Regions from separate parts of the Mus musculus genome. Here regions 1, 2, 3, 4, 5 and 6 are each linked to region 7. Evidence: chromatin contacts called from public HiCAR-type and promoter capture Hi-C data. All regions are on one chromosome and are shown on one strand. Each heading gives the region's core, a stretch centred on a gene start, on an enhancer-like site or on the middle of the called end of the contact. The rest is flanking DNA. Distances are from core to core; before and after follow the strand shown.

The links. Promoter capture Hi-C pulls out the DNA fragments that hold promoters and counts their contacts. HiCAR-type assays count read pairs that join an accessible place to other places. Capture Hi-C pulls out chosen DNA fragments and counts their contacts.
Region 1: a contact with region 7 is called in a promoter capture Hi-C map of liver, with 2.9 times the contacts expected there. The contact joins the promoter of Nrbp1 here to the promoter of Yes1 in region 7. A contact is called at or near these places in 4 of 39 promoter capture datasets (cranial neural crest, liver and stem cell-derived epiblast-like cells), 1 of 115 datasets of contacts at active chromatin or transcription factors (astrocytes) and 2 of 9 other capture datasets (adipose tissue and liver).
Region 2: a contact with region 7 is called in a promoter capture Hi-C map of liver, with 2.8 times the contacts expected there. The contact joins the promoter of Ift172 here to the promoter of Yes1 in region 7. A contact is called at or near these places in 7 of 39 promoter capture datasets (the 3T3-L1 cell line, embryonic stem cells, hematopoietic stem and progenitor cells and 3 more), 1 of 115 datasets of contacts at active chromatin or transcription factors (stem cell-derived neural progenitor cells) and 2 of 9 other capture datasets (adipose tissue and liver).
Region 3: a HiCAR-type map of astrocytes shows a contact between it and region 7, with 4 times the contacts expected there. The contact joins the promoter of Ppm1g here to the promoter of Yes1 in region 7. A contact is called at or near these places in 3 of 39 promoter capture datasets (hippocampal neurons and liver) and 1 of 115 datasets of contacts at active chromatin or transcription factors (astrocytes).
Region 4: a promoter capture Hi-C map of liver shows a contact between it and region 7, with 2.4 times the contacts expected there. The contact joins the promoter of 4930557J02Rik here to the promoter of Yes1 in region 7. A contact is called at or near these places in 2 of 39 promoter capture datasets (hippocampal neurons and liver).
Region 5: a promoter capture Hi-C map of liver shows a contact between it and region 7, with 4 times the contacts expected there. The contact joins the promoter of Mxd4 here to the promoter of Yes1 in region 7. A contact is called at or near these places in 3 of 39 promoter capture datasets (frontonasal cranial neural crest and liver).
Region 6: a promoter capture Hi-C map of liver shows a contact between it and region 7, with 3 times the contacts expected there. The contact joins the promoter of Eif2b4 here to the promoter of Yes1 in region 7. A contact is called at or near these places in 2 of 39 promoter capture datasets (both in liver) and 1 of 9 other capture datasets (adipose tissue).

Annotation. Positions count from the first base shown.
Region 1 is chr5:31,238,582-31,242,646 of GRCm38.p6, forward strand. It overlaps Nrbp1 (nuclear receptor binding protein 1), which reads left to right and starts at 2,337. Exons shown (of 18, transcript NM_147201.2): 1 at 2,337-2,421.
Region 2 is chr5:31,289,622-31,293,482 of GRCm38.p6, forward strand. It overlaps Ift172 (intraflagellar transport 172), which reads right to left and starts at 1,493. Exons shown (of 48, transcript NM_026298.5): 1 at 1,353-1,493. The coding sequence starts at 1,391. Fndc4 (fibronectin type III domain containing 4) reads right to left here. Exons shown (of 7, transcript NM_022424.6): 7 at 2,621-3,861. The coding sequence ends at 3,830.
Region 3 is chr5:31,217,794-31,222,037 of GRCm38.p6, forward strand. It overlaps Ppm1g (protein phosphatase 1G (formerly 2C), magnesium-dependent, gamma isoform), which reads right to left and starts at 2,752. Exons shown (of 10, transcript NM_008014.3): 1 at 2,510-2,752. The coding sequence starts at 2,629.
Region 4 is chr5:34,116,403-34,120,180 of GRCm38.p6, forward strand. 4930557J02Rik (RIKEN cDNA 4930557J02 gene) reads left to right here and starts at 2,338. Exons shown (of 4, transcript NR_040703.1): 1 at 2,338-2,719; 2 at 2,805-3,233. Poln (DNA polymerase N) reads right to left here. Exons shown (of 25, transcript NM_181857.4): 6 at 2,484-2,596; 7 at 407-564.
Region 5 is chr5:34,185,946-34,189,969 of GRCm38.p6, forward strand. It overlaps Mxd4 (Max dimerization protein 4), which reads right to left and starts at 1,765. Exons shown (of 6, transcript NM_010753.2): 1 at 1,565-1,765; 2 at 1,384-1,483. The coding sequence starts at 1,628.
Region 6 is chr5:31,190,903-31,194,863 of GRCm38.p6, forward strand. Eif2b4 (eukaryotic translation initiation factor 2B, subunit 4 delta) reads right to left here and starts at 2,237. Exons shown (of 13, transcript NM_010122.2): 1 at 2,091-2,237; 2 at 1,680-1,723; 3 at 1,251-1,386; 4 at 639-845; 5 at 463-545; 6 at 247-338; 7 at 1-49. The coding sequence starts at 2,121. It overlaps Snx17 (sorting nexin 17), which reads left to right and starts at 2,402. Exons shown (of 15, transcript NM_153680.2): 1 at 2,402-2,563; 2 at 2,967-3,041; 3 at 3,894-3,961. The coding sequence starts at 2,501.
Region 7 is chr5:32,608,559-32,612,710 of GRCm38.p6, forward strand. It overlaps Yes1 (YES proto-oncogene 1, Src family tyrosine kinase), which reads left to right and starts at 2,613. Exons shown (of 12, transcript NM_001205132.1): 1 at 2,613-2,817. It overlaps Gm10461 (collagen alpha-1(II) chain), which reads right to left. Exons shown (of 2, transcript XM_030254958.1): 2 at 1-3,494. The coding sequence ends at 2,666.

The DNA of each region.
Region 1 (4,065 bases), core at 1,087-3,586, 1.4 Mb before region 7:
GGACCAGCAACATGCTTATTGGACACACACTAAATAAAACTTAAAAAAAAATGCCTGATTCATAGAAGTCACCATGTATGTATATATATTATACTGAAATATTTTTGAGATTCTTGGTTTTTAGTGGCTTTAAACAAAGGTATGTTTGGTTATTATACTACTGAGGCAGTGTTTCTCTGGAAGGCCTGACGGTTCTGGAACTCCCTCTGCGCACTAGGTTGGCCTCTAACTCAGAGATCCTCCTGTCTCTGGCTCCTGATGCTGAGATTATCAGCAAGAGCCACCACACCCAGCTCAAAAGATTTATTTTAATGCTTATGATGCTTATGAGTGTTTGCTTCCGTATACTGTATGCATGCCTAGGTTCCATGGAGGTCAAAAGAGGGTGCCAGATTTTCTCAGACTGGAGCTACAGATAATTGTGAGCTGCCATGTATATATACCAAACCAGGGTTATCTACAAAAGCAGAGAGTGCTCTTAATTGCTAGGCTCTGTCTCCATATCAATTTCTTTTTTGTTTTTGTTTTTCACAGACATGGTTTCTCTGTGTAGACCTGGCTGTCTTAGAACTCAACTCTATTGACCAGGCTGGCCTTGAACTCAGAGATCCTCTTGCCTCTGCCTCCTGAGTCCTGAGGTTAAAGGCTTGGGCCACAGTCAAGCTAATTTCTGAGTTTTTATAATAAGCATTCATTATTTTTTGTTTGCTTTTGGTTTTCCAAGTCAGGATTTCTCTTTGTAGCCCTGGCTGTCCTAGAACTTGTTCTGTAGACCGGGCTGGCTATAAGTGCACAGATATCCACCAGCCTCTGCCTCCGGAGTGTTGGGGTTAAAGGCATGCACAACCATCATCTGGCTAGTATTTATTACTTTTGTAATCAGGAAACATAAGTGAGGTGGTAAAAATGTAGGCAGCAGTTGGTCATTTTAGGTATACATGAGAAAATAACTGAAAATGAGGTTGCCAAAAGATCCTCTGTGCACATTTGAAATAGTACTGACAGAAAATAATAGGAACTAAAGTAGCATGAACAGATATGTCATGAATGCTTGCCATGGCTCAGGAGTTACAATGGCTTTGGCAGAAAGGCTAATCTGGAGAGGATGAGCACCCTTCTGAGACTAGAACAAACTTTGAAATGGTGTGCTATACATTTTAGGTAAGTGCATCTTTTAATCCAACATCAGAATTCTATTTTGTCTTGACACAGTGTTGTTGCTCTATTGCTTATGCTGACCTTGAACTCACGGCATTAGCCTACTGAGTGATAGGATTACAGGTATGCATTACTATGCTGGGTGAAAAAAAAAGTTTGTTTTTGAGACTATGTAGCCCTGGTTGGCCTTGAATTCACAGAGATCTCTCTGGCATGCTTGTTGAAATTTCAGTTTTTAAAGCAAGCATTTTAAAGTGAAGAGATGAGAAAAAAATGAGTCTCTATAGGATTTCTGTGTGAACCCGTGAACTAGGATTAACTAGTCCCTTTAAGGAGAGTAAAATTGGTGATTGTGACATTCTCAGATTCAGATGATTCATCCTTCTTCCTTGATAATACATGTATAATGGTATTATACATCTCTTAAATTCTGCCTTTAACTTTCTAAGATCAATGGCTTACCCAGAATCTATTGTAATTCTTTACACTCACAGACAATGTAAACTCTTTCCAAATAATACCTTTTCAAAGACAGTTTTGATGGATCTTCTTACTTCGGATTCTATTTTGGACTCATGTCAACTTAAATTTGAGTAACTTTTTTTTTTTGTTTTGTTTTGTTTCTTTTTCGAATTTGCCAACTATCATTGGATAACTTCAATGAGTTCTCCCTTATGTGGGTCGAATCAGGTTATGTCTGGGTAAATAATGTTATGCAAATCAGCAACTATTAGTTTTCATGTTAAGCGATTAAAAAAAAGCTTTCTGAAAATTTGATGACCAGTGCACTGTCTCTTTCCCAAATGGGGAATGTGGGTGGGTTCGTTCCTCAGATTGAAAGGCTGCGTCTTCCGTTCCTTTTGTCTTCTTAGAGGATTAGGACTGTCATGGCGCTTTCAAGAAGAGAGAGAAGGCCTTCCTTTCGTCCGGCAGAATTACTTGGGGGCACCTCGACTGGGAGGAGGATGGACAGAGAGACAAGAAGACAACGCTGGCAGGCAGTCTGCCGGAACCCCGCAAGGGGAGGAGACCCGGCAGTAGACTGCCTTGAGAGCCTCGGTCTGTGGGAACCGCCCCCCGCTGCCCTGTCCAATGGAAACCTGGCGGCGGTGCGGCACCGCCCACTGTTGGTCCGGACGCCGCGAGGGCGGGGCCCGCAGTTCGGTTGCGCTGCGGAGCGCAGCTGTGAGGGAGTCGCTGGGATCCGAGGCCCCGGAACCCGAGCTGGAGCTGAAGCGCAGGCTGCGGGCGCGGAGTCGGGAGGTGAGCTCCGGAGAAAGAGGCCCTGGAGGGAGGGGCTCGCGGAAGGGCGGCAGGATGACCCCGAGCCGCGGGCCGGCAGGACGCGGCCGGCGGGTGCTGTCGGGCGGCCCTGCTTTCTCGGGAGTCAGGCCCGACCTAGCCCGGCCCGTCGCAGCTGAGGGGCCACCTTGGCCCCAGGGCGCCGCCCGCCCTCCTGGTGTCTCCGGCGTGGCCGCGGCGGCCCGGAATTCTGCGGGCGCGGGTCGGGGGGCCCCGGCGTTCTCTTGGAACTCTGGCCGCGAGAGGCGGGGCAGGCGGCGCGGGCGGGGGCGGGGCGGGGGCCCGGGCCCGAGGGCCTGCGGAAGGAAGCGCGGCGTCCGGGCCGGGCCTGCTCGCGGGGCGGCGCGCCGAGCGCGGGGGCGTGGTCTGCGGCCTGACGGCGGGGCAGGGCTGGCCTTTGATGAGGTGGCTGTGGTGCTCGGTCTCCTGGCCGGCCACTGTCTGTCCGCCGCCGCTTCCTTCCAGATACTGGCCGGGCGACCTGTTGGAGTGTTGACAAGCTGAGGGCCTCCTCCCTCCGAGCTTGCATTCTCTCCGACTGAGCAGTTCTGTTGACCTCAGAGGCTTTCTGGGTTTCCTCAGAGCGGCCTGTGGCTGCGAGCTATGCGGGGTGATGTGCAGAGGGCTTTCAACTAATAATGGAAGCCGGGAGAACAACTTTGCGAGATGACAGACAATGCCCTGTAGTGAATGTACTATGCGTCCTCAGGGTAGCTAGAGGCTTCGAGGAGATACCCTCACCGATGCAAATGAGCTTTTCCACAGTGATCCCTGTTAAAACTGCCAGCAGCTCTGAGGCAGAACCCCCAGTGTTGCACACGTTTCTGCATCTCTTGCGGGAGTGCTTGGAGATCTTTAGGCACTGCTCTTATTTTACCTTCTGGGACATGATTGGGAGGGCAATGTGCTTTCTGGATGTTTGTCTCTGATGACAGTTCATCTTTTCTCTAAGTGCCCCGTGGAGGGGCTGCCTGTTTCCTTGGTCCTGTAGTTTTAGATTCCATGGGCTTTGACGTTCCAGAGTATATTCTGTATCTCGCTAGACTTTCACTTATCCGTTCAGATTGGATGCACATTCTGCGAATGTAGCTGAAACAGACTTTATTATTTTCTTAGCTCTTTGATAGGGGACGGAGGAAAAAGTGATCCTTAACTCATCTTTTTTAGTGGTTTATTAAGACATGCACGCAACTAATAGCTGTCTTGGCAGACTGAGGAGGCTTTCAAGGACTTTCCTTAGAAATTAAAGTGGGGAAGTATCCTACCAGATTTCCCCTCCCCCGCCCCCGTCCCGTAGTGTTCTTTGCGTTTACTAGAGCGTTAATACAAGTCCCTCGATTCAGATAAAACTGTATAGGCTGGGGAGAGATGCGTAGAAAGGGTCGCAAGAGAGTTGTATGGCCATTCTGGTGTTGATTGCAGGTCTTAGGTATTCTGAACTGACTCTGGAGTGCAAGTTTACTTTCCAGGGTATCGCTTTCTTACTAGACTGCTCTTCCTTGAGTTAATCACACACAGGTTTCAGTTTTTTTTTTACAGTCTGTGTTCATTTGATTGTCCCTTTTTTTTTTTTTTTTTTTTTTTGGTATGGGTTAATTAGAAACT
Region 2 (3,861 bases), core at 243-2,742, 1.3 Mb before region 7:
TTTTTGAAAGACAGAGTCTCTCATTGCACTGAAAGCTCGTAATTCCAGTTCTAGGACTAGAACTCTAGGGACCACCTGTCTACCTTCGAAACACTGAGATTACAGGTGCACCTGGCTCTGAAGAGGATGCTGGAGATCTGAACTCAGTTTCCCACGCTGGTGATGAGTCATTTCCCCCATAGCCAACCTTCTTATCTGTGTTGTGTTAGCCTGTCCTTTCACTTTGGAATGCCTTTCTCTCTTGTCAATCATCCTTCTTATGGCTTTCCAGTTTTCTTATGCTCTTTAAAACTTTTTCCTTACATTTTGAGTGGGGTGGGACAACTTGCACAAGCTGGCTCTTTCCTTCCACTGTGTGGGTCACAGGGCTCAAACTCAGGAGGTCAGGCTTAGTGGCAAGTACCTTAGCCAGTGAGCCAGCTCACAGGCCTTTCCTCTTCCTCTTCCTCTCCCCTCCCCCCTCTCTCTCTCCTACCCTCCCCTTCCCTTCCCTCCTCTCTCCCTTTTCCCCTTCCCCCTCCCCTTTTCTCCCCTCCCCTTTCCTTCCCTTCTCTCCCTTCCCCTACCCCCTCTCCTAAGAGTCTCAAGTAGCCCAGGCTGGCCTTGAACTCTCCACGTAGCTAAGAATGGCCTTGCATTCCTGATCCTCCTACCTCCACAATTGCTGAGATTACTAGCCTGGGCTACCAAGGCTTATAAGATTCTGTTCTGTGTAGAACTTTATTTAACATTCTCCTAAGTCGCTTACAGTTGCTCTCCCTGCGCCTTTTCTTTACCAGATGAAGAAGCTAGTGATAGAATGATTGCGTATGGTGATGGTTAAAGCCAGAAATACCATTTGGTCAAGTCAGTGTTGGAGCTAAGCTAAGACAGAGACTCTGTCCTCTTCACGCCCAAACCAAACATAATCTTCGTTTATGTCTCTGGGCTCCTCCTCCAGCGCCCACCCAGCCTCTTCTGCTTCTGAGGAGACACACTTTCACAATCCAAAAGAGGGTTCAGCTTCTGCTCTACCTTTTTTTAGGGTTTATATCTAAAGTGCTCATTTCATCCTGTGTAGACTTATGAAGGTTGACTATATATGCGCCTCTCCTTCCAAAAAGAGCCTTGACGCGTAATGCGGGTGATCCCGGAGAGCCTAAGCTTGGGGCCTGGCACTCAACTGATGTAATGTCATGCAAAGAAAGCTTAGAGTCGTTAGTGATGCATGTCGCCTGCTGAAAGAGCTTTCACGGTCTTCTGAACAAAGTAGACGCTCAAAAAGTATGAACTTATGTTCCCTTACTTTTTTTTTTTTTTTTTTTTTTGAACGCCTGGTGGCCTGGGAATGGAAGAGGCATGCGATTCCTCACCTGAGGGCTCAGCAGGGTCCTCAGGTGCTTCAACTGCATGACGTACACCGGTCTCGGATGCTCACTGACCGAGACAACTCCCGTGGTTACCTGGACAACCCGCCAAGCATCGGCGGCGCTAACCGCTGACGCACAGGCAACGTGAGTGCGACATACGTCATAAGGTCACGTAGTGGGTTCGCGACGGAGCGAACAGGACGTGCGCAAGCGCAGTGAGTCCTAAGGCGGGCCCATAAGAGGGGTTGTGGAATTCTCTCCGCGACCAATCCTGTGGCTGCATGCAAACCTAACGCAAACCTCCGCCCACAAGTCTTCGGTCCTCTCCGGATTCTACGTCACCATATCCTTACGTTTTCTTATTGTCCTACCCGGCCAGATGTGCTTTAGTTGCTTAAACTCTGGAGGAGAGCAAGGCAGGTGCTACGAGAGGCAAAAGACAATTCGCGGAGCTGAAATCTTCACGTCATCCCAAAACTTAGGTGACTTGCGGGAGGCCACTCAATACTGACAGATAACAGTGAAAGCTCAAGGATATACTTGGCACTGTGTTTGAATTCAGCAGCGGTACAGACCCATTTTACCCAACAGGAGGCAGATTAAAGGAGTTACTCGCCAAAGTTAAAACAGCTTGTAAAGGGTGGAACCGGCATTTAACCCACAGCTAATAACCTTTTAATTCCCGTAAGAAGGCTCAACTCTCCTCAACTCATTGTCTCCATGCCCAACTTCTCTACTCTGAAACACAGTCTCAGGAAATTATCCAGGATATGGTGGATATATTGGAAGCACTGGCTAGGGAAAGAAAAGGCACCCTGTTTGGTCATTGAGTTCAAGGCAGATTCCTGAAACCCAGATGTCTCTATGGGACAGTGCAGGAGGCAGACCAGAGCTTGGTTCCCCTCCTAGTTTAGAGCTGCATGACACCTGTGGTTGTGATTAGTTAAGCAAAAAAAGATACCATCTTCTTTGGGATCCTTTCAATAATTTTTGTTCTTGTTTCTCCCAAAAGATCAAGAGACAGAATGAAATGCAGAAACGTTAGTCATAGGCCTTCTCTAAATGACCCAAGGTGGGCAAGCCCTATCCCCCCCTAAAAGCATAGCATATGCCCCCCAGGCAAATGCTGGGCCCAAAGCCTTGAGCGCACTGCAGTTGCCAATGGTAACGAGTATTTCTCTTCCTGCCACCACATCCCTCTAGAAAATTAAGAATCAGAAGGGGACAGATTCCCTTTTTTCACAGGTAACAAATAGGTCCCAGAACTCAAATTATACTTTTTTTGATAGGGGCATCCAAACCCCTCAGCTTTATTTCTAGAATCCTCTGGATATGTTAGAGTATAAATATAAACTCATTTATGGATTACAATTATTATTAACTTTGAATGAACAAAGACATAGATGAAAAAGAAAACAAAGACGAGGCACTGGTGTGCCCGGGGTGAGAACACATGGCACCAAGGGCACATTAGTGGTGGCTGCTCTCCTGTCAGCTCCTAAGACAGCTCAGCCCTTCTGACCATTTCCCCAAAGTGAGTGCTGGAGTCAAAAGTGCAGGGAAGGGATTGGTTATATAGCGCAACAGTAGAATATTTGCTTAGTATGCACAAGGTCCTGAACAAAGATAAAAAAAAAATCTACTGGCCCTTTTATATGACATGGCCTGGTTTCTGTTGGTATGAAAACTGTGACTTCTCATTTTCTCTCTTCTCATTCAGCAAAGACAAAGAAGGGAGGCCTTTGGCTTTCATCCCCTCCCCTTTTGTCTTTCCCCGCCCATCTTAGATGAATACATTGTTACACTGACGCAAACATCTTATCAAGACTCTGTCCTTTCAGGTTGGTGGAGGCCTGAGAAGAACTGACAAGGTGTAGAGATGTCTTCAGCATACCATACAGGAACCAGTCAGTTCCAGTTTGTCCAGAACCTTTATTGGAAAAATGTCCCAGGGGTGAGATCACCAGCAGCTGGAGGGGCTGCCAGGTGAGGGAGGAGCCCCAGAGGCTCCGTGGAAGACACTGGAATAGTGCAATGCAGCGTCTGCCTCTAGGCCCAGAAGGTTCTTCTGACTCACTGAAGGAGGGCAACCCGGGCAGAAACACCCCTCTCTGAGGCCCAGAGGCAAGCTGTAGGGGCAGCTAGTGAGTGCCAATAGTCCTGATGCAGGTGACATGGGGCCCCTAGCGAGGACCTAGTGGGATAGGGTTGAATAAGTGATTCTCCCCTGGACCTGGGGGATGGGAGATATTCCATTTGATATCCACTCCCAAGTCCAGGGATACAGAATCTACCAGACCTACATTCTGGCCCTGCTTACAGTGGAAAGAGGATGGGTACCAGCCTGGGATTCTGGGAGCATACTGCCTTGTGGGAGTCTCAAGCGGGTCACCATCTTAGGCTTTCCTGCCCCCGCCCCCTTACTCATACAGTGCATCCTCACAGTGCATCCTCTCTTCTGGTTCTGGTTCTTCATCCGATCAAACATCAATGGTGTTGATTGATGGAGACT
Region 3 (4,244 bases), core at 1,502-4,001, 1.4 Mb before region 7:
TTAATTGGTGGAATTAAGTCTATTCCTTAGGAAAAGAGGAACCAAGACATAGCATAACTCTTTCCCCACCTTTTTGGCCTATTGAACTATATACACTCTTAGATCAAGATCTTATTTTCTGAAAGATTCTTCTAAGAGACTAAAAACTTTAGTGTCTTTCTTAAAATAGCAAAGATACTATGTAATACTTTGAGGGAGGACACAAACCTAGAAAGAAAGTATCTATGCAGCAGAAAGGGATCTTAACTAGCACTTCAAGATTAGGCATATTTACTCAAACAAAAGTAAATCCAGGAATAGCACAGCAGGAGCTGTAATGCTCAAACATTGCCTTTAGAGTGAAGATTATGGTCTCAAGAACAGTTGAGCAAAATTCTTCATACCAAACAGCCCTAAACTCAAAATGAAGTAGATTTTTAATCTCCAATGGAGGAACCAAAACACAGTGGGAAATGCTTAGCAGAGAAGTAAAATCACAGAATTCCTAGATCTAAAAACACTCAGCTCAATTCATAAAAAAACTAGAAAGAGTGCCCCCAAAAGTGGAAAAACCATTTCATTCCACGGAAATTAAAAAACAAGAAACTTGAAAAGTCTATGAGATGAGAATAAAAGAACCCCATAGCCTAACCCAAACACCAGCCAGACTAACTTTATGGCTTTTCTTCCACCACCACCCTCCCCAACCCCCACTGCACTTGAAAGAACTAGTTATCAGCAGAGGCCAGAAGAGGGCACCGGATTCAACCACGGGTTTTTTTTTTTTTTCTTCCGAGACAGGGTTTCTCTGTAGCCTTGGCTGTCCTGGAACTCACTCTGTAGACCAGGCTGGCCTCGAACTTGGCTGTCCTGGAACTCACTCTGTAGACCAGGCTGGCCTCGAACTCAGAAATCCGCCTGCCTCTGCCTCCCAAGTGCTGGGATTAAAGGTGTGCACCACCACGCCCGGCTTTTTTTTTTTTTTTTTTTTTTTTTGAACCACAGGTTGTTGGAACCTCCTTGACATGGGTGGGCACTGAGAATCACACTCTGGTCCCCTGTAAGAACAGCAAGTTGCACTTAGCCACCCCCAAGGCTTTCCTTCTGAAGCTATACTATACCCAGGTATCTCTAACTTTACCCAGTCATTACTACAGCATGCCACTGAGAAATATGAAAGCTGTGCTTCATCTTGACACCTATATAAGAACAGCTCCTATTGTCTTGAACACCTTAATACAATTCTTTGTATCAAGGTACAAGTACCCTAATCTTTCTAGGCCTCAATTTCCAAGCCATTAAATGTGGGCACTGAGCCAAATGAATAGGACCCTCTCCTTGCTGAAATTATTTATCTAGATTCTGCTGGATCTAGATAATGCTAGAGCCATAATCAAAAGCTGGTGAAAATAGCTTTTGAGTCTGAGAACAAACCATTTAGGTTCACACTGTCATTCCAGAGCTAACCACAGGGAGGAGCGAGGGAATTTGAGAGAAAAAAAAAAAAAAAAAAAAAAAAAAAACACCAAGGGAAACTATTTGGCTGTTACCTGTAGCCCACCTACTAACTGGATAAACCCTCGATTCCAGACATAATTAGAACTTTTCACTAGTCCCTTAGACTTCACACAAAATTGCTCAAAGACACCTATTCCCTGTTCATTGTAGTTTCACATCCATTTGCTCAACACTGTCAATCCAAATGATTGCTTTCCCTTTCATCCAAAGTGGACTTTTCTTTTCTTTTTAAAAGTTATTCGTAGATGGTGACAAAAAAGGATTGATGACAAGACTGAAAATCGAGTATACTAAATTATATGCAGAGGAAAATGACAACTCAGTAAGTTTTAAAGAAATCGAGTAAGAAAAAAAATTACAAGCATATTTCAAAAAATAAAAAATAAAAGCAAGCCTAGTGACAGACACGATTCCTTTCCTAAAGATCATAAAAGATTTCGAAAAGAATACGAACGAGTGACAATTCTCGAAGGTCAAGCGGGGCTTCTGAAATTAACATGAGGTGTCTAAGGCTAAAAGCAACTGAGGGTTAAGAATGGAAAGCACATTATTACCCGGGCTCCTTTTCGCCATCAAGTTTGTAGCCCCAAGAGGCCTGCCACATTACATATTTCAAGAATAAAAACGAACCAGTCATTCACATCTATTCGACCAATAAGCGAACAAATAACGAGTCTTCCCTCTTCCCTCTGACAACCCCATGCCGCTGGAAAAGCTGGAGGGCTGGGCTGGCACCAGAGGATGGCGCGAAGGTACGGAGAGACGGCGGCCAGTAGGCGGAAGGTGCCTCTTCTCACATGGCAGGGCTCCCGCAGCCACTAGCCATCAGGCCGCGGTCCCCAAGCTCTAGCCGCTCCCTCTCCGCCCGGATCCCGCGCTCGCCGCCGCCTCCCGCACCGTGGCTGCAGGCTCTCGTCAGGGACCCCTGCTTGAGGAGAACCCCATCCCCCTCGCTCCCTTTCTCTGTCAGGTTCCTGCCATGCAGTGGCCAGCCGCTGGGGCCCTGTCTCACCTCCATGGAGACGCGCCAGCCTTGCATGGCGGAGAAGCCGTAGGGCAGCGGGAGCCGCGGGGCGCCAACCCCGTCCCCGGAGCACTTCACCGTGTTGGGCTGAGAGAGGTAGGCACCCATGGCGGCGGATGGCTGGCTACCTGAGGAACAGGTAAGCGGGACGCGACCCTTGCCGGCGCCGGAGCCGGGGCCCCTGGGGGCGCGCGTGGCAAGGAGCGGGCCCGGCTGCGCAGTCGACGCAAGGTGCCGGCGAAAGGCGCGAGGCCGGCTAGGAGGCGGTAACGGGACAGGAGCGGGGAGAGGGCGGAAGCGGAAACCGCGCTGCTCCAGGCCCCGCCCTACTGGCGCGGTGAGCCGCTGCGGGCGGTCATTTCCTTAGCAACTCGCCCCGCCCTCGGGGACAACGGCCCGCCCAACCGCCGCTCCCGCGAGACTGGTTGCCACGCCCACCAACGGCTGGGGCTGGAGGGAGCCATGGCGATGTGCGGCCATCTCCACGCTGACCGTGCTTTAGCACGGGGCTCTGGTCTCAGCAGTTTTTGCCTGAAGTCTCTATTGTGTGGGACCTGGGGCTTCCAGTTGCGTTCTGCGGTTTTGTCAGCCCTGTCCCTCCCTCTCTCCCTCCACGCCCTCAGATTCCGACAAACCCCGCCGGATTCGGTTCAATTAAAGTTGACTAGCGTTTGTACTGCGCTTCCGCGGTCTTTGGCCAGGCTCTGTGAGGCCTGTACTGACAAAGGAAAACGGAGACCTAGGTCTGTGGAAAAATTCGAATTAATACAGGGTAGAAACTGTTTGGTGCAGTGCTGGGTGAGGCGAGAGCAAAGAGGCGGGAACGAGCTGCTTATCGCCAATGTAGATTTAAGACCCTCGGAGAAGGTGCCTGAGGGTGGCGTTTAGCCACGGGAGAAGGGAATACGGATACAAGGCTGGAGGACTGAGGAAAGTGTAAACTACATTGGGCTGGCTTATTGAGGAAGCTGGCTGGCCTCTTTGTGGAGAGCGATTCTAAGTAGGAACAGATCTAGCGATGGATGGATGGCCTAGCATCAAGATGGGTAATGTGGTCGTCATTGTGGTGGTGCCTGTTTTGCGTTTGTTAGTCTAATTCTGTGTGCACTGGACACCAGAGGAAGAGTCTGGCGGGTACTGTAACTGGTTAGAATGCTCTTAATCTGAACGTGATGAACTAAGGACTGGGGTGCTGGCCACGGGTAGTTAGGGTTGGAGGGACAATCCAGCAGGTTCTTTTCATTATATGGATTATATATAACGGAAAGGAGTAATTTCCTGAAAGTAAAAGAAAATCAACTCATTGGAAAGAACTGGGGACTAGAGAGCTGGCTCAGAGGTTAAGAACACTGGTAGCTCTTCCACATTAGCGGGGTTCAATTCCAGCACCAACATGGCTGTCTATAACTCTGGTTCCAAGGAACCAGACGCCCTCTTCTGGCACTAGGCGTCCAAGTGGTGCACAGACATAATACATGCAGGCAAAACACACATGCATAAATTTTAAATAAATAACAAAAAACTAAGCCCAGCATTATAGCTCATTGCCAGTAATTCCAGCACTTAAGAGGCTGAGGCAAGATCACAAATCCCAGGTTTCAGGACAACTTGGGCTATAGAATTAGACCCTCAACTCATAAGCAAATCCCAGAATTACAGTTCTTCTGTCCAATATTTTTTAAAGATTTATTTTTATATGTATTTTGTATGTATACTTTATATG
Region 4 (3,778 bases), core at 1,088-3,587, 1.5 Mb after region 7:
TCAGGAGAGGTAGCTTTTGAAGACCAGGGGTATCCACAGCACAAGAGGGCTTGAAGAAACTCACCTTGTCTTCTCTACCTAGACTGAGGTGGCTGTCCCCAAAAGTCAGTCAACAAGAACATGTCACTAGTGCTAAAGATTTACAAAAGGACAGTCCTCTGCTCACAGAGGAGGTGCTACTGACACTAGAGAATCCATAAAAGTATACTATAATGAGACATGCCTGGAAATCTCTCATCTTTATTCATTGACCTCTACCAGAAACACCTCAGCAATAAAGGATTTGGATAGGACAATGACATGAAAATGGGTGCTGGCTATATTCTGGTTACTATTAGATTGTTTATGAAGTGGGAAAAGTTAGGGCTATATTAAGGTAGACAGAACCTTATCTTAAACATCTTACCAAAGTATTTCTTGAGGCTTCTCTGAATGTGCTGCTTGGTTTGACTGTGATGGACTTTTCTAGGTGTTTTGCTACTAAATCTTCAAATGAAGGTGCAGTGTCACTGGGGTCTATGAGCCATGCAGCAACTCTGGGATCTAGTCCTACAAAATCAGCAACTGCAAAGGAAAAGGTCACTTAGCATTCATTCAAGTTACAGGCAATTGTTTCCCATCTTTACACTAAGCAGAGAGTTTTCCAAATATGAAACACAAATGACTGAGAAACATTTAAAGAAATGTGCAACATCCTTAGCCATTAGGGAAATGTAAATTAAAACTACTCTGAGATTCCATCTTACCCCAGTCAGCATGTCCAACATCAATAAAACAATTGACAATGCTGACAAGAATTCTGGCAAATGAGAACATTTATTCATTGCTGTGGGAGTAAATTCAGCCAGTGTGGAAATAAGTGTGGAGGTTCCTCCGGAAGCTGGGAATAGATCTACCTCAAGATCCAGCTATGCCACTCTTGGGCATATATCCAAAGGACTCTACATCTTACTATAGAGACACTAGCTTAATTACGTTCACTGCTGTACTATTCATAATTGCCAGAAATTGGAAACAGCCAAGATGTCCATCTACTGATAAATGGAAAATGAAACTATGGCACATTTACACAATGGAATATCATTCAGTTGTTTAAAAACCAGTGAAAATTTGAAATCTGAAGGTTAAAAGGATAGAGATAGAGAAAAAAATTCCCAAGTGAATAAGCCAGACCCAAAATAGACAAATACTACATGTTTCCTCTTATATGTGGATGTTAAGTTTTTAAGCTTTTGATATGTGTACTAAAATTCAAATAACTACAGACATTAGGTAAGGTCAGTGGGATAGAGAGGATCTTCCAAGAAAGGGGAAATACAATATAGTGCTGTGGGGAGAAGGGGAACTAAACCAGAAGGATTCGATGGGACAGAGGATGGAAGATCCAAGTTAAGTAGGGACTATGAGAGGTACACCTAACACTAAAGGCATTTGAAAAGTCATATGGAAACCCACTATTGTAGAAGCTTCCTAATATAGGCATATATGGAATGAATCTAAATGGAATCACCATATAATGCCACCAAGTAAAATTTCCAGTGCCAGGAAAAAGCTATATATTTTTGAGTTGTTGGCCAAAGGGGTCCCATGGAATCCCTCCAAACATCAGAGACTATTACCAAGGCCATGACTGTTTTCCACCGTAAGGTGGTAAAGCCCTACTGTTGCAAACAACATATATTTATGTTACTGAATGTGAAGAAGTCCAGCTGGTGCCAAACCAGAAGCTTAACCCCTACGTGTTCATAATTACTCTGCCCCCTGACAAGGGTTAAAGACAATTGCTAATATCACCCAGCTATAAACCCTGTTACCTACAATAGCGGCATGACTACAAGATATTCTGATACAATAGTGGCAAAAAGGTTCTGAAAGTACTTTTATATTGGATTTAAGTCCCATTCCATGAAATGGAACCCATACCTGACAATGCTCGCTCGCTCTCTCTGTCGCTCTGTCTTTGTCTCTCTGTCTCTGTCTCTCTGTCTCTCTCTGTCTCTGTCTCTCTGTCTTTCTCTCTCTCTCTATCTCTCTCTCTCTCTCTACCTCTCTCTCTCTCTCATTTTTCAAGATGGGGTTTCTTGGTGAAGTCCTGGCTATTTTAGAACTCTCTCTGTAGACCAAGCTGGCCTCAAACTTAGAGACCCTCTAGCCTCTGCTTTCTGAGTACTGAGATTAAAGGCATATAGCAGCTATTCCCTACCCTTTATACTGTCTTGTTTGGTACTCTCTGGGTTGTAGATCTTAGTATCTGTATCCATTGATGATAACAACAAAGCCCATTGTGACTGTGTTTCAGCGGTCATTCTTTACACTAAAGGAGTATAAACTGGTACAAATATAAGAAGAGTCCAGACATAGGAGGGGAAGTGTCCATGGCAGGTGAAGAAGCAGTGTCTGTGTGGCCAAGAGCCCTTGGAGCAGGTGACATGGTGGCCTGACCACTTTTCTAAGTCTTAGAGACAATGAGAATGGTGACTTACCATGCTTCCAACTGCCATCTTCACCATAGAGCTGCAGCACTGTTCTCACAAAGTCCTTGGCATTAAAACAAACAACGGGACATTTACACCTCAGTGTCCAAAACAGTATGTTCCTAAACAAAAGAAAATTCACCATTTAGATAGTAATTTGGGTCTTGGAAAAATATTGTAATATCAAATTCTATCTATCCTTATGTAGTATATACACACCTCGATTAACTAGTGAATCCTATGAGGTGGGCATTACTTCTTATGTGTATTTCATACACTGTGAAGCTTTGACTCAGGGCTCATCTCTGAGAAAAGCTTCTACTCCTGAAGCTCCTGTGCAGAATACACACACTGGACCTGGTCCAAGCCTCCAAGTGTTCCACCTCTCGGCATGCCAGGTCTTTCCTTCTGCCATTGCACGGTGCCACTCCTACCCACACTGCTGAGGATGGCATATGCTCTTGCATGTCTACTCTTCTCCACCCACAACTTGTGCAACCTGCTCAAGAGATGTTCTGGGCAAGCAGCCTACCCACACACCTTTCACAGAAGGACCCACACGTGCTAAACTGCAGCTTCTTCCATCACCTTATGAACTTCTGAATCTGGGATAACAGTTAACATTTATCATAGCAGATACCAGGCTACCATTTCACAAGGTTGCCACACTGAAACTTAGTCACACTACTACAAGGCAGGCACTCCATCCAGTATGAAGATGAAGAGACTTGGATTCAGATATGTCACACCAAATAGATGGTAAGGTTGGGTTCTGATACTGTATCTTGCTACTGCCAGAAGCCCTAAACCACTAAGCCCAAGTTCCTCTTTATGGAAAAAGTACAATACATTAAAAAGAGCTCTTTGATGGGGTAAGAAAGGAAGAAACCAGGAGTCCAGTAGACATGCACACTGAGTGATGGTGTATAGGTGGATTTTGCTTGCCTGGCTCCATTGATAGACACTGTATAGTGCTTTGAAAGTTATGTGGCTTGGCCTTGATTTGTTAGAACAGGAGACCAAAATGGTAGGGAGGTCAAAGTGCCAACAGCACTGGGTCTTGGCTTAGGTAAAACTGATAAGGGACACAAGAATGAGAATGAAGAAGTTAAGAATGGTAGAAAATGGAATATGGGGACCTCCCTGGCACATGCTGAAGGATACATCTAGGATGAAGTGATCTAATGGCTACCCTGCCTTCTCATGGGGAGAAATACAGGCTGGCTAAAGTCTATCTTGGTAAGACAAACATCAGAAGAGTTTCTTATGGAAGGTGGCTCAGTGGAAAAAAGCACTTCCCACAC
Region 5 (4,024 bases), core at 515-3,014, 1.6 Mb after region 7:
GAGCAGTGACTGGGGAGGGGAGGGCTGTGTCTGCCACCCTAAGGCTTCAGGTCTTGAAGGAGTACACTCTGTCCAAGGAAGCTTCAGGGGAGGTGCACCCAAGTCCAGTCAGAGAGGCCCTTTGCATCCCCTGCCCCTTGCACCCAGTTCTCCCCATCCCAGAAGAAGATGGAAGGCTAGGACCTCATCCAGGAACAGGGTGGTTAAGCAGCCCTACCCAAGTAACTGAATCTGTCTATGCCTTGGCTTCCTCGGTTGTAAAATGGAGGTCAAAATAAGGCTTCATTTACAAGGCTGGGTCAGATTCTTACTTGTGTATATGGCAGAAGCATTCAAGGGCCTCAGCTCAGGAATGCTACCATTCCTATCAGCTGTGGGTACTCCATGCCACAGGAAGCTGAGCTCCCAAACCTGGGGTTTAGGGCAGACAGAAGCCGGGTCCAGGCCATCTCACTGTGGAAGCTTGGGGCAGTGAGGCCTCCAACACACTTAAGTCCTTCTGCAAACTGTTCAAAGCAAGAGACCAGGGGCTGGGACTCAGGCCGTTGGTAATTCAACCTGTTCTTTGCCAGGCCTAGGACACCACAGAAATGGGTCCTTGTGCCAGCCTCTCTGTTTCCCAAGAACAGACAGGCCACAGGAATGAGCCGCACCCTCTGCCAAGGGGCCCTGAAGCCCCCAGCCTGCTAAGGAAGCTCTCAGACTGACCACACAGGAGTAGCTGGGCCAAAGTTAGCCCCTAGACAGTGTCAGGTGTGCCCTGGATCCCACTGCAGCCAGGAAGGTGGAACCTTTAGCAGTCCTAGCCATACCTAAACCTCAGCTTCAGGGCTTCCTCCAAACACAAGGCCAAGGCAAACAGTGTAGTTGAGCCCTGGAACTTTTGAGAGAAATAGCTCCCTGCAGCTCTTCGCGACAAAGCCAGCCCTATGCTTGTGGTTGGAGTTTCCTTGTCAATAAGCTGCGCAGGACGCTTAAGTAGCCAGAGAGAGGTCTCTGTCCAGGCTCCTGGGGATAAGGTGCTGGGTCTAAGAGCAAAGCCAGCTCCGAGAAGTGCAAGGGAGGGAGGAGTCCCCAATTAGGCCCAAACTAGGGAGTAGCGGTCGGCACCAACTGACAACTCCTCTCCGGTCTGGAAAAGTCCAGAACGGCCCTCGGCGAGCGCGGCCGCTGTACGCGTGGCACTGTTTACGGCGGCGGGGAGGCGCGGCCGCGGGAAGATGGCGACGCGCGGGCGGGGCCGGCACCTCCTCCAGGCCGGCCGCCCGGGTGCGCGCAGGACTGTACTGGGGACGCAGAGAGGACGGGGACACTCGGGTGGGGCCGACCCGAGCTGGCTTGGCACAGCGCGCGGGGGTGGGAGGTGGGGGTTGGGGGCGGTACCTGTTGTTCGGGGCCTTGCGCACCAGGCCGGCCGTCTTTGTTTTCTTCCTTGCGAAGTCGCCGTCGAAGGGCAGCACGGAGGCGTAGCCGTGCTCGGCCTCTGCGGGACAGACGGTGCGGTCAGCGGCCCCCTGCGCCCGCCCGCCGCCCGCCCACCCTGGCACAAAGGGGCGCGGGCTACCTCGGTCCCTACGCTCCAGGTACTCGGCCGCCTCCAACAGCAGCAGCAGAGAGTTCAGCTCCATCCTGCCGCCCGCGCACGGGACGGCGGCGGCGGCGGCTGCCCGGCGCGCTCCTGCCGGCTCTGCTCGCCGCACGCCCCGCGCCTGGCGGCACACCAGCCCGACTCGCGGACTCCAGCGCTGGGCCGCCACCCTCTGCCTCAGGCCCTCAAATTGACACATAAGTCGAGCAGCAGTCGACGCAGCCAATAGGTGTGGGCGCTCCGGCTTAGGGGGCGGGTTCTTGTCTAGCCTTGCCCAATAGGGACTGGCCGAACGCCTCGGGCAGAGCTGAGAATGTTGACAGATGCGAAGCTTGGCTAGGATAGGCTGGCTCCAGTAGTAACAATTTAGAAGCCCAAGCTTAGCAACAGCACGTGGTGGCCCAGCCCCAGTGCTCGCTGACTGGCGGCCATCGTGCATGTTAAGTAGGCATTGCACGCCGATTGGGCCAGAACGGTCTATGTAAATTGAGTCCGCGGACCAATGGCCAGTGACAGGGCGTGGGGCCAATGAGGACGCCCGGGCAGGACCGGTTGCCGAGAGGAAGCACTGTGTGGTGGGACTGCTGCCCGGCCTACGCGGGGGCCAGGAGGACGTGGACCGTGTCTCGGGAGACACCAGGCAGGATGCGCTGCGGACACGCGCCCTGGCGCTTTGTCGTGCCCATGCATGTCGTGCGCAACGACCTGTTGCCCGGAGTCAGTTGGTACCATAGTCTCGGTGGAGGACCAGGCTTGGGGCCTGATAGGGGCGGGCGCTGGGATCTCGCTAAAGAACAGCAAAGGACACCTGTCTCTGGCAGGAATATTGGCTTCAGGGAAGGCTAAAACTTGGAGACAGGGACGCAGACCATTGGAATCTAAAAGCCTCTCAGATGTCAGACCCAAAGTAGGCAGGATCAGCCATCAGGAGTAAAAAGGAAGGCCACCAGGGTTAAGGGAGAGGCACCAAGAGCTACTGACACTACTGAGCAAGAGGGATCCGTGAGTGTCTGTTTGCGGTGCTTGGTCTGAGGGTAGAGCCGTGCCAAGAGCCAGGCTATGGTGACAAGAGGGTGAACTCTTCAGCAAACTCCTGGCCCTAATGACCCGAGGCCCTCATGCTGGCCTATAGATGCATGGGGGACAGACAGCTCAAGATGCCCTAACACCATCCTCTGTATCCATCCTCTCCCACCCCTTGATCCTCTCTCTGTTATTAGGTTGAGGACAAAATAGCAGGCTGGAGAGTTCTGTGGGAAATAAGGTGGCTAGATAGCAGCTCTTAAAATGGAAGGAAGGTACTGTAGCAAACAACAAAGATTATTAGCATTGAATTTACTTTAGGACCAAGGTGGATGCATTGTGCACACTTCCTTGTGGCTCTCCATATGCCCAATATGCAGATAAGGAAACTTGCAGTGTCCCCTTGAAATAGAAAGATGGAGATTACTGCTCCCACACCCAGAGCTGTTAACAATCTGGGAATGTGGAAACCAGAACCACCTCCCTCCCAGCCTGGGTGTGAGCCACAGATGTCTGACCTGTGGGGCAGGATTAAGAATAACAGGTGCTCTGATGGCGCCCTGAAAAAAACAAAAGAGGAACCTCATGCGGTCATAAACAGTCCTGTATAGACACTGAAAGAACTCCTTAGTATTGGTTGAAGTGCCTCTCTGACCAAGCCCACAATCACTCCAGGGCCAGGGCTGTCCAGAGCTGTAAAGGAGAAGGGTGTCCATCTTTCTGGAGCATTGAGGCCCATGCTCAATGCTGAGCTTTGGGCCCCTGAGCTTAGCATGCGGGCCCAGCATTTTGAAGGGTGCACCTTTGCTTTGGCAGGCTGGTGAGTTGCCTCTAAGTGCTAAGGCAAGCCTGACCTCCCCAGCCTGCTCCCTCCTCCTACTGGGATGGGATGCTGTGGTGTGTTGAAGTGGAGCACAAGAATAGCCTCCTAGCCTTGGAAATTTTTAATCTCAACTGGGGACACTAGCTCCCACCAGCTGCATCCAAGACAAAGCACTTTCCTGTGCCAGAAGTGCTCTCCCTCTCCAAGAGCATGTGAACGCTGGGAGGAGTGGGTAGTGGTGACCTGATAGGTAAAAGTCAGCTCTAGAGAAGTCCCAGGGGCAGGACAGCAAGCCTGCTGCTCAAGGAGGCTGCAGAATGAGCTGGCTTCCCAGGGGAGATCTGGAAGCCTCTGCTCAGAACAGGAAGTGGCTTGCAAGTACAAAGGGCAAGTTTGTCCCCTTTAGACCAGAGGGGTCTCTCCACCCATGGCCTTCAGATGGGGCAGGGGCACCAGCAGTGCCTGTGTGCATCTGTGTCCCAAAGTTCCCAAGATCTGGGGAAAGGAGGCATCAGGCTGGCCAACCAAGACCACCTTCCTCATCAAAGGTCACTGTGACATGCCAGGCCCATCCAGAGAAAGCTAGTGCC
Region 6 (3,961 bases), core at 987-3,486, 1.4 Mb before region 7:
CTGCAGACCGAGTCTCACCATGGCTGGGTGGATCACAGAGGATGGGATGCTGATGGGATGGCGGTGTCACATACTTTTTAAGGGAACTTGAGTACCTCTTGGCCCCTGCCCCTCATGAGAAGGGGCTTCCCCATTTCCTGTAGTTTTGCCTTGAGTTTGCACCCCACCCACCCACACATCCCATCTCACAGTTCCAGTCACTTTTAACACTGAGTTCCTCAATCTCCTCCGACTTAAAGGTCCTACCTCATGTACTGGGTCAAGGAGCTTTGTCTGCTGTACTGAGGCAGGTGGGAGAAGAGACTGACTTTGGATCCGTAATCCTTTCGTGTAGGAACCTCCATGAAACAAAGAGACATCATCAAACGGGACTGGGTGGGCTATTTGATCCCAATACTCCGTGCTTTTCCAGATCTTTTCTTTGCCCAGGGCAATTCTCCAGGTACCAAACCCACTTCCTACCTGTTGTCGATCTGGCTTTCTAAGGAGCCTCCTCAGAAGTGTGGGGTCATCAGCTGGGGTGTGCTCGGGGACACGCTTCACTCCTAAAAGTTAGGGAGATGCTTTCAAGACTCTATACATCTCGAAACGGGAGCGTTTGGGTAAGTGGAGTGTGAGAATGAAGAGGAGAGAGATACCTGAGGTGGTTTCTCCAGCAGTGCTGGGGCAGGCCTGAGGAGGGACGCCTCCTTGTTCCCCTTTTCTTGCCTGTTTCAGGGCCCGCTCTGCCTCCTGCTTGGCTCTCCTTTCGGCGCGAAGTTCTGCCTTACTCCGGCCAGCTGGAAGTTTCTCCCCAGCAGTACCTCCCAGCTGACTACCAGGTCCTGGGAGTTCTCTGATTGGGTCTATGAAATACAGAGGGAAGAGGTGCCTGGGCTCTAGGACGGTGATCTCTTTGCCCCAACCAAAGTTTCCCTTTTATCTATTTTTTTTCCCTTTCTTGACTGAGGCTGGAATTCATCAGAGATCCACCTGTCTTTGCTTTGGCCTTAGTTTCCCTTTTACCTTATCTAAGTTTTTTTTTTTTTCCTTTTTTGACTGAGGCTGGAATTCATCAGAGATCCACCTGCCTTTGCTTTGGCCTTAGTGCTGGGGTTAAAGGTGTGCTGTAAGCCACCACCAGCCAGCACCATCAGGCTCTGCCTTCCAAGTAACCGCTTTTGTACTTGCTCAAACCAACTTTGTTCTATCTCCCTTTGCAAATCCCTCATCCAGCATCCTACCCCCGGCCGTTTAAAGCGTCCCCGCACCTTGCCGTTGAGCTGCAGACACAGCAGAGCCAATTTCTTGGTCTGCCCCCTTTTCCTCCTTCCGTTTCTTCTTCTGCTGTTTCTTTTCTTTTCGAAGCTGAAGCTTCTCTTCTTGGGTCAACTCCCGCCCTGCTGCCTGAGACACAGACACGGGAACTGCTCTACCCCAGGCCATTCCAAAGGTTTATCAAGATGCTTACTAGATTCCCCCAAGGTTAAGTTCCTAACACTCTCTGACTTCTGTTACAAGTCTACGTAAGTAAGGAGAGAAACTTCTTCAGTCATAGTCACACACCGTTAAGCTCTGTAAAATCTCCCAGTTCTACTAAGAGATGAACTGAAAAGGATGGGAGATGGGGCCAAATGAAGGTGACACAGCTTTCTGTGTAGCTCTTGACAGGCGACTTAGGAGGTCTCTCCCTCACTTACCCCGGGCCGAGGAGAAAGTTCAGTCTTCATCTCGGATCTCGATTCTGCATCAGAAAACAGGGCACAGAGTGAGCCAGACAGGCTCCGGGAGGACTTGGGGAGACTCGTCGGCGCAGCTGGCTGCTGGGTTGGCATGACCACAGCTCGGCTGCCGGGCGCGAGGCGCTCTGGGATCCGCGTGGGGACGCACTGCGCGGCAGGATCAAAGGACAGGCGTGGGAGGAAAAGGGTCAGTCACCCTTCTGGGAACAGCCGGCAAGCAGCACCCTGCTGCGCCCTAGATCTTGTAAACCAGAGTCCCGCGACGTGCAGAAACCCGGCGGCAAGGCCCAAAGGCGCTCCGGACCCCGCATCAGCGATCCAGTGTTCATCTGCTCTTCTACCACTTGGTGCATCTAGCCCTTCACTCACCTTCGCGAACAGCCACCGCCACCGCAGCCATGACTGTGGGTCCTAGGCTCCTCCCGCCGAGGTCACTCACACTACAGCGCCACCTGGGCTGCTGGCTCCCCTGATGCCTCCCGCGGAGTCAGTCCCCAGCGGACTACAACTTCCGGCGTGCACTGGGTCCCGCCCAGGACTACGGGTCGCGGTGAGGACCAAAGGATGTTGGGTTCCCAATTAGGAGCGTCTCCGGCGCTCGACTACAGCTCCCAGCATGCCGAGGTTGCTGCTCGCAGAGCCGTCATCCTACAGCCTTCCCACCTCGGAGTTCAGGCCCACCAAAATGGCGAGCTGGGCTGCGGAGACGCGCTGAGTGGCAGAGGCAAGCGAGCAGAGGCGCTGCGAACCTGGTAGTACGGAGCTCTGCCTTAGGGAACATGCACTTTTCCATTCCTGAAACGGAGTCCCGCAGTGGGGACAGCGGCGGCTCCGCCTACGTGGTGAGGAGGTGCTAGAAGCTGGGCCAGGGCGGGGATAACGGGCCGGAGCTCTCGGAGCGGCCTCCAGCCTTCGAACCTCACTGGAAGCCATCTCATGTCTCAGTTTCGTACTTAAGCCACCCCAAGCTCCAATAGGTTCTTCTTTCCCCGGCCAGGCCGCGACTGCTCTGGCGGTGGGCACTATTGTCATCTCCGGGAGGGATACTGCCGCACAAGCGCCCGAGTGTCCTCGGGACTGGGCCTTCTGCTTGAAACCCGGCCCTGGGGGAAAAACAGGCTAAATCCCGGGAAGTCTCGGAGCGTTGCGCAGACGGATATGTCAGGCAACTTCCGGACAGGTTTCTGGGGCAAGAGGTGGTTTGCACGTCGATCCTGAGATGTTTGCCTGCTTTTGTGTCCTCAGGCCTATAACATTCACGTGAATGGAGTCCTGCACTGTCGGGTGCGCTACAGCCAGCTTCTGGGGCTGCACGAGCAGGTGGGACTAACAACCCTGTCTAGATGCAGCTTCAAGCCCTTCCATACCCACGGACATTAATCCCCTTTCATTACATCACCCTATAATCACTGCTACAGTGGAAGGTGGACTTTGTTAGCGTGACATTTCCGGAAACTCTCTGAGCGGCTTGTCTCTCACAGTTCCTGTACTTCCCTATACTCACACATCCTTCCTTCTCTGAGCTGTCTCCTTTTTCATCCTTTGCCCCTGCATGGAAAAACTGAACCCTGTTAGTCAAAGCACATTCCTTCTGGCACCTAAACTATAACTTGGGAATTCATTCCCCGGATTAATACAAACCATTCGCTGCTTTCCTTGTGTGTTCTTGGTCCCATCAGTGTATAAGATGTCCAAATGTTTCCCCCCTCACCAGATAGTGAGCTCTGTATAGATAGTGAATCTCTAGAGAGCCCTGTTTCTACTAGATGTCAGTCCTGAGCAAGTTAATTTCTTCCCGCCTCAGTTTCTCCAGATAAAAAGTAGATTCTTGGATCAGCAAAGTCCCTTCAACACACTTGAGTATGCTATGACTTTATTATCTGTGCACATAAGTGTTCCCTATAAATGTTCTCTACTGAGCAGTCTTGCTATGTAAATCAAAGGGCTCCTGGACCCAGGACCCCATGAAAAATCACCCTATAATGTCTTCACATGAACACATACAAGAATTTATACCTAAGATCTTTGGGGGTCCTGACTCTGCCAAAGTCATCTTTTGTCACACGTCTTTTAAAGAGTTGTTAGAAGAACCCAGGAGGACTTGGGTGAGTCTTAGTTGTCACCACTCAGTTCCTGTGTTATGTGAAGAATTGTATCTCTTTCTCGCCATAGCTTCGGAAGGAGTATGGGGCCAACGTGGTTCCTGCATTCCCCCCAAAGAAGCTGTTCTCTTTGACCCC
Region 7 (4,152 bases), core at 1,363-3,862:
AACTGTACTGCTTCAGAGAGTTTGTTATAATGAGCCTCACACTAAAGAAGAAATGCCTGAACCTACAAATCTTAGCTTAGGATGGTTCTTGTGCTCTTTCTGGGTGGGGCTTGGAGTAGGCATGGCCAGCTGGAAAAGGCAAAGCCAGGACAGCACAGATACATGCCATGTGTACACAAGGACATCCTGCTCCTAGCGCGTAAAAGTTATCTTTGAAAACTCTTTCTAGGTCTGGAGAGATGGCTTAGCGGTTAAGAGCACTGGCTGCTCTCCCAGAGGTCCTGAGTTCAATTCCCAGCAACCACATGGTGGCTCACAACCATCTGTGATGAGATCTGACGCCCCTTCTGGTGTGTCTGAAAACAGCTACACTGTACTCACATAAAAATAAATAAATCTTTAAAAGGAAAAAAAAAAAAGAAAAGAAAAGTCTGTCTCGTAGTAGGGATGGTGGAGATCATACAGTGCATGGCTTCCCACTGTTGCAGGAAGAAAAACTCATTACCAGGACCTTAGTGAAGTGGGCAAATCTCTCCCCGAAAGCACTTTATTCTAAGCAAGAACATTTCCAGGCAGAATCATAGGTTCCATTGGTCATCATCAGTTCAACTTCTAATAATTCAAACTTCCAGCCAACTTTGATAAGTAAGAACACCTTAGTTTTAGAAATACCTAATATAGTTCAAATTTTCCACTGGCCTTCCCCTTCCTTCCTAGGGCTGATTTTCCCAGAAGTTTCAAGATAGGTCTTAACACACTGTAACATTGTGAAGAGGGATGCATGAGCCGACACTCACCTGACCATTTCAGAAACAGGGTTTTAGCTATGACTAGTTTCTATAACAACAAAATTTCCCAGCAAAATTTCCCAGATCCTGTCACCATCTTTAAGAATATTTCTAAAATAGCCATTAAATGTAACCTTTAAGTTGTAGGTGTATTTTTGATACTCTCTCCCTACCTTAAAGTACAGAAATTGTGTGTGATGGTACCTACTTGTAACCCCAGAAACTGGGAGGTAGAGACAGGAGAAGGAGGGGCTCAAAAATCATCCTCAGCTACACAGCAAGTTCAAAGCTATCCTGGGCTACACAAGACTCTGTCTCAAAAAAGCAAGCAAAGTAAAACAAAATAAAATATAAAACAAATTCAAAACAGGTTAGACTAACATTGAGAGGGTTTTTGTTTGTTGTCTTTTAAATTGGGAGAGTTTAGGGTCACAAATATATTTCTATTTTATCTGTAGGTTTAGAAAGGCAACAGCTCAAGTAACTAACGTTCTAGTTTCAAGAAAAAACTTGCTGGGCGGTGGTGGCGCACGCCTTTAATCCTAGCACTTGGTAGGCAGAGGCAGGGGGATTTCTGAGTTCGAGGCCAGCCTGGTCTACAAAGTGGGTTCCAGGACAGCCAGAGCTATACAGAGAAAAACAAAAAAACAAAAAAACAAAAAAAAAAAAAAAACAAAACAAAACAAAAAAACCCCTTAATGCACCAGTCAATGGCAAAATAAAGCACCGCGCTACATCACACATAGTTGTTCATGTGGATTCCCATTCCTTTCTCTGAAGAAACTTTTTAAAGCTGTGTGCATTTAAGTTGCTAAAGTACCAGACTACTGACGGAGTTGATATGTCAAAGATGATGCTGAATTTCTCTGAAAACCACAAAGGAAACCAACAGTCCCACATTAATACTTCGAATAACCCCACCAAAGAGGAAATACAAAAGGGAAATTAAGAGTGTGATAAGGCAGACGTGCCTTTAGCAGGAGTACTTCTAGATTGTCTTTTGACCCTCTCAATCTTGTACCTCAGTTCCTCCTAAACCCTTCCTTTTTCTACAAGGCAAGCAGAAAAAACGATGCAAGGCCTTCGGAGGGAAAACAAACAAAAAACCTTTCATCTTGACTTCTTCACTTCAAGGGGCCCAAACGTCAGCTTTCATAGCTGTCAAGAAGAGTCACAGTGCCTGTCCGGGTTCCCTATTACGAGGATCAAATACAATGCTGTCCCACTCTAAGTGAGAGCCACCATTCCTGGGAGAATTGCCAACACAACTCAGGTTCGGTTCTACTCGCGCGGCAAGGCTGGTTCGACCTACAGTCAACAGGAAGCTTCTGCGGCCAGACGAGAACCAAGGTGTCAGCACTGCCCTGATGGCTCACGCGGTTCGACTGTGATTTTACTATCAGTGACAAAGGGTGCGGAGGCACAAAGCTGAGAAATGAACAGTCAACCTTTCTCCAAAGAACCCCAACCCCGATCACCCTCCGAAAACAAAGCCCCACACCCCTCAGTGTTTCGGTGAGCCAGGCGGAGCCCCGCTTCGCCCGTTGCGGTAGTCGGCGTGCGGGCAAGGCAGGGAACCACATGCCGCTGCTGCTTTCTCCTCACGCCCCCTCGGGAGCACGCCTGACCCCTGGCGCCATGTTGGGCCGGCAGGCACGACACGGCCGGGCCTCCCAGCGGCCCGCGGACCCCGCGCAGAGCTCCCGCGCCGGAAGGCGCTCCCAGCAGACAGCAGAGCGCGAGTTCCGGTGAGCGGGCGCGCGCAGGTAGCCGCAACCCCCGCCCCGCGCGCGATCCGGAGCGGAGGGGCGGGGCCGGCGGCGAGAGGAGGAGAGAGGGAGGCCGCGGGGTGCGGGCGTCCGGGAGTTCCCTCCTCCTCAAGTAAAGCGTCCCGGGCCGGCTGCGCCGCCGTCGCTGCCTCCTGGCGCCCCGCGACCTGGAGGTGGAGAAGGGAGAGGGACCCGCGGGCGTCCACCTCGGCCGGCCGCCTTCTCCCCGCGGCGACCCGTGCGAGTGCGGCCGGACTCAGGTAAGCTCGCGGCGTGGCCTCGCGACGTAGGCAGCTGACCCGGACCGGGCAGCTCTAGGCCTCGGCATCCACCCTCCTGCTCCCGGGCTTCTCGAGGCGCCGCCGCCCCTGCCGCTGTCCGCCTACTGGTCCCGGAGTCTGGAAGTTGAGGAGAAACTTCTCCCCTCCCGCGGTCTGGCTGGCGGGCGTGAGTGTCTCGTCTCCTGGGCTCACTACCTGCTTGCCCAGTGCCTCGGTCTCCGCCCTGTCCAGTACTTCCCGATTCTGCGGGAGTCCGGATAGTGGTCCAGCCTATGTGGTGCCGCCGCTGCACCCTCCACCCCAAAGGACGTGGGGTCACTCCCGAATGAGGACCAGAGGGTAGGGCAGCGGCCCCTTCTCGTCCTAGCGGCTGGAGGTCTGTGTCGCCGGACGCCCGCAGCAACTGTCTGGAGCGAGGAGTGGAACTCGTGGAGCGAGCGGGTGAGCGGCGGGTTGTACTTGGTTTGATTGCAAACCACGACCTGTTTATAAAGTTTTCCTTTGTTTGGGTTTGAGGGTGTTGGGACGTGTTACAATCAGCGGCCACTTTTAAGTGCCTTGCCACTCCGCCTCCCCGTGAGTTCGGTTCTCTGTCCTCCTGTGTCAACGAAAATTTTGTTTGTGTTTTGCTTCTTGATAATTGCTTCCAGCTTTTGCTTTATTGGGCTTGAGAAAGAGTTGTTTTTAAAAAGTGGGAATATCGTTTCTGGTATAGGGATTGTGAATGGGGCATAGCGTAGTTTTGATGTAGTTATTCTTTGCATAAGTGATTGGAACAGCAGTGGAAATGACAGTTATCAAAGTAAATAAACGAAAAGTATGCAGTTGAAACATAACTTTGTACCTCTCTTGTGTGTTCCACAGCTGTGTTTTTTACATGTGATTTCACAGGATATTTCGGTATGGTATATTCATGTATTTCGTGTAAAATTACTGACCAAAATTGGCAATTGAAAGTGAGTTTAAACATCCTGTTAAATTTCTAAATTTAAATTACTCACTAATGAAAATGTTATTAAGTGTGCATGTGTGACTCAATTTAAGGCCAAATGTGTGCTACCTCTATTAACCAGCACAATGGTGTGGACTAGAAACATTTTGAGTGGGCAGATAGGGAGTGTTAAATTAAAAGCCAAAGTTCTTATATGCAACATATATGAGAGAGAATACAACTGTAGGAAAGTTGTTCTTCAGGAATTTTTTCCGCTTGCTAAATGCATTTAGCTATATCTTATTTTTGAATACCAGCAAAACCTCAGTGAAAATGTAGATGCTGGTTGACATTTCAGTAGGTCCTAAATTTAGGGGAGGGAG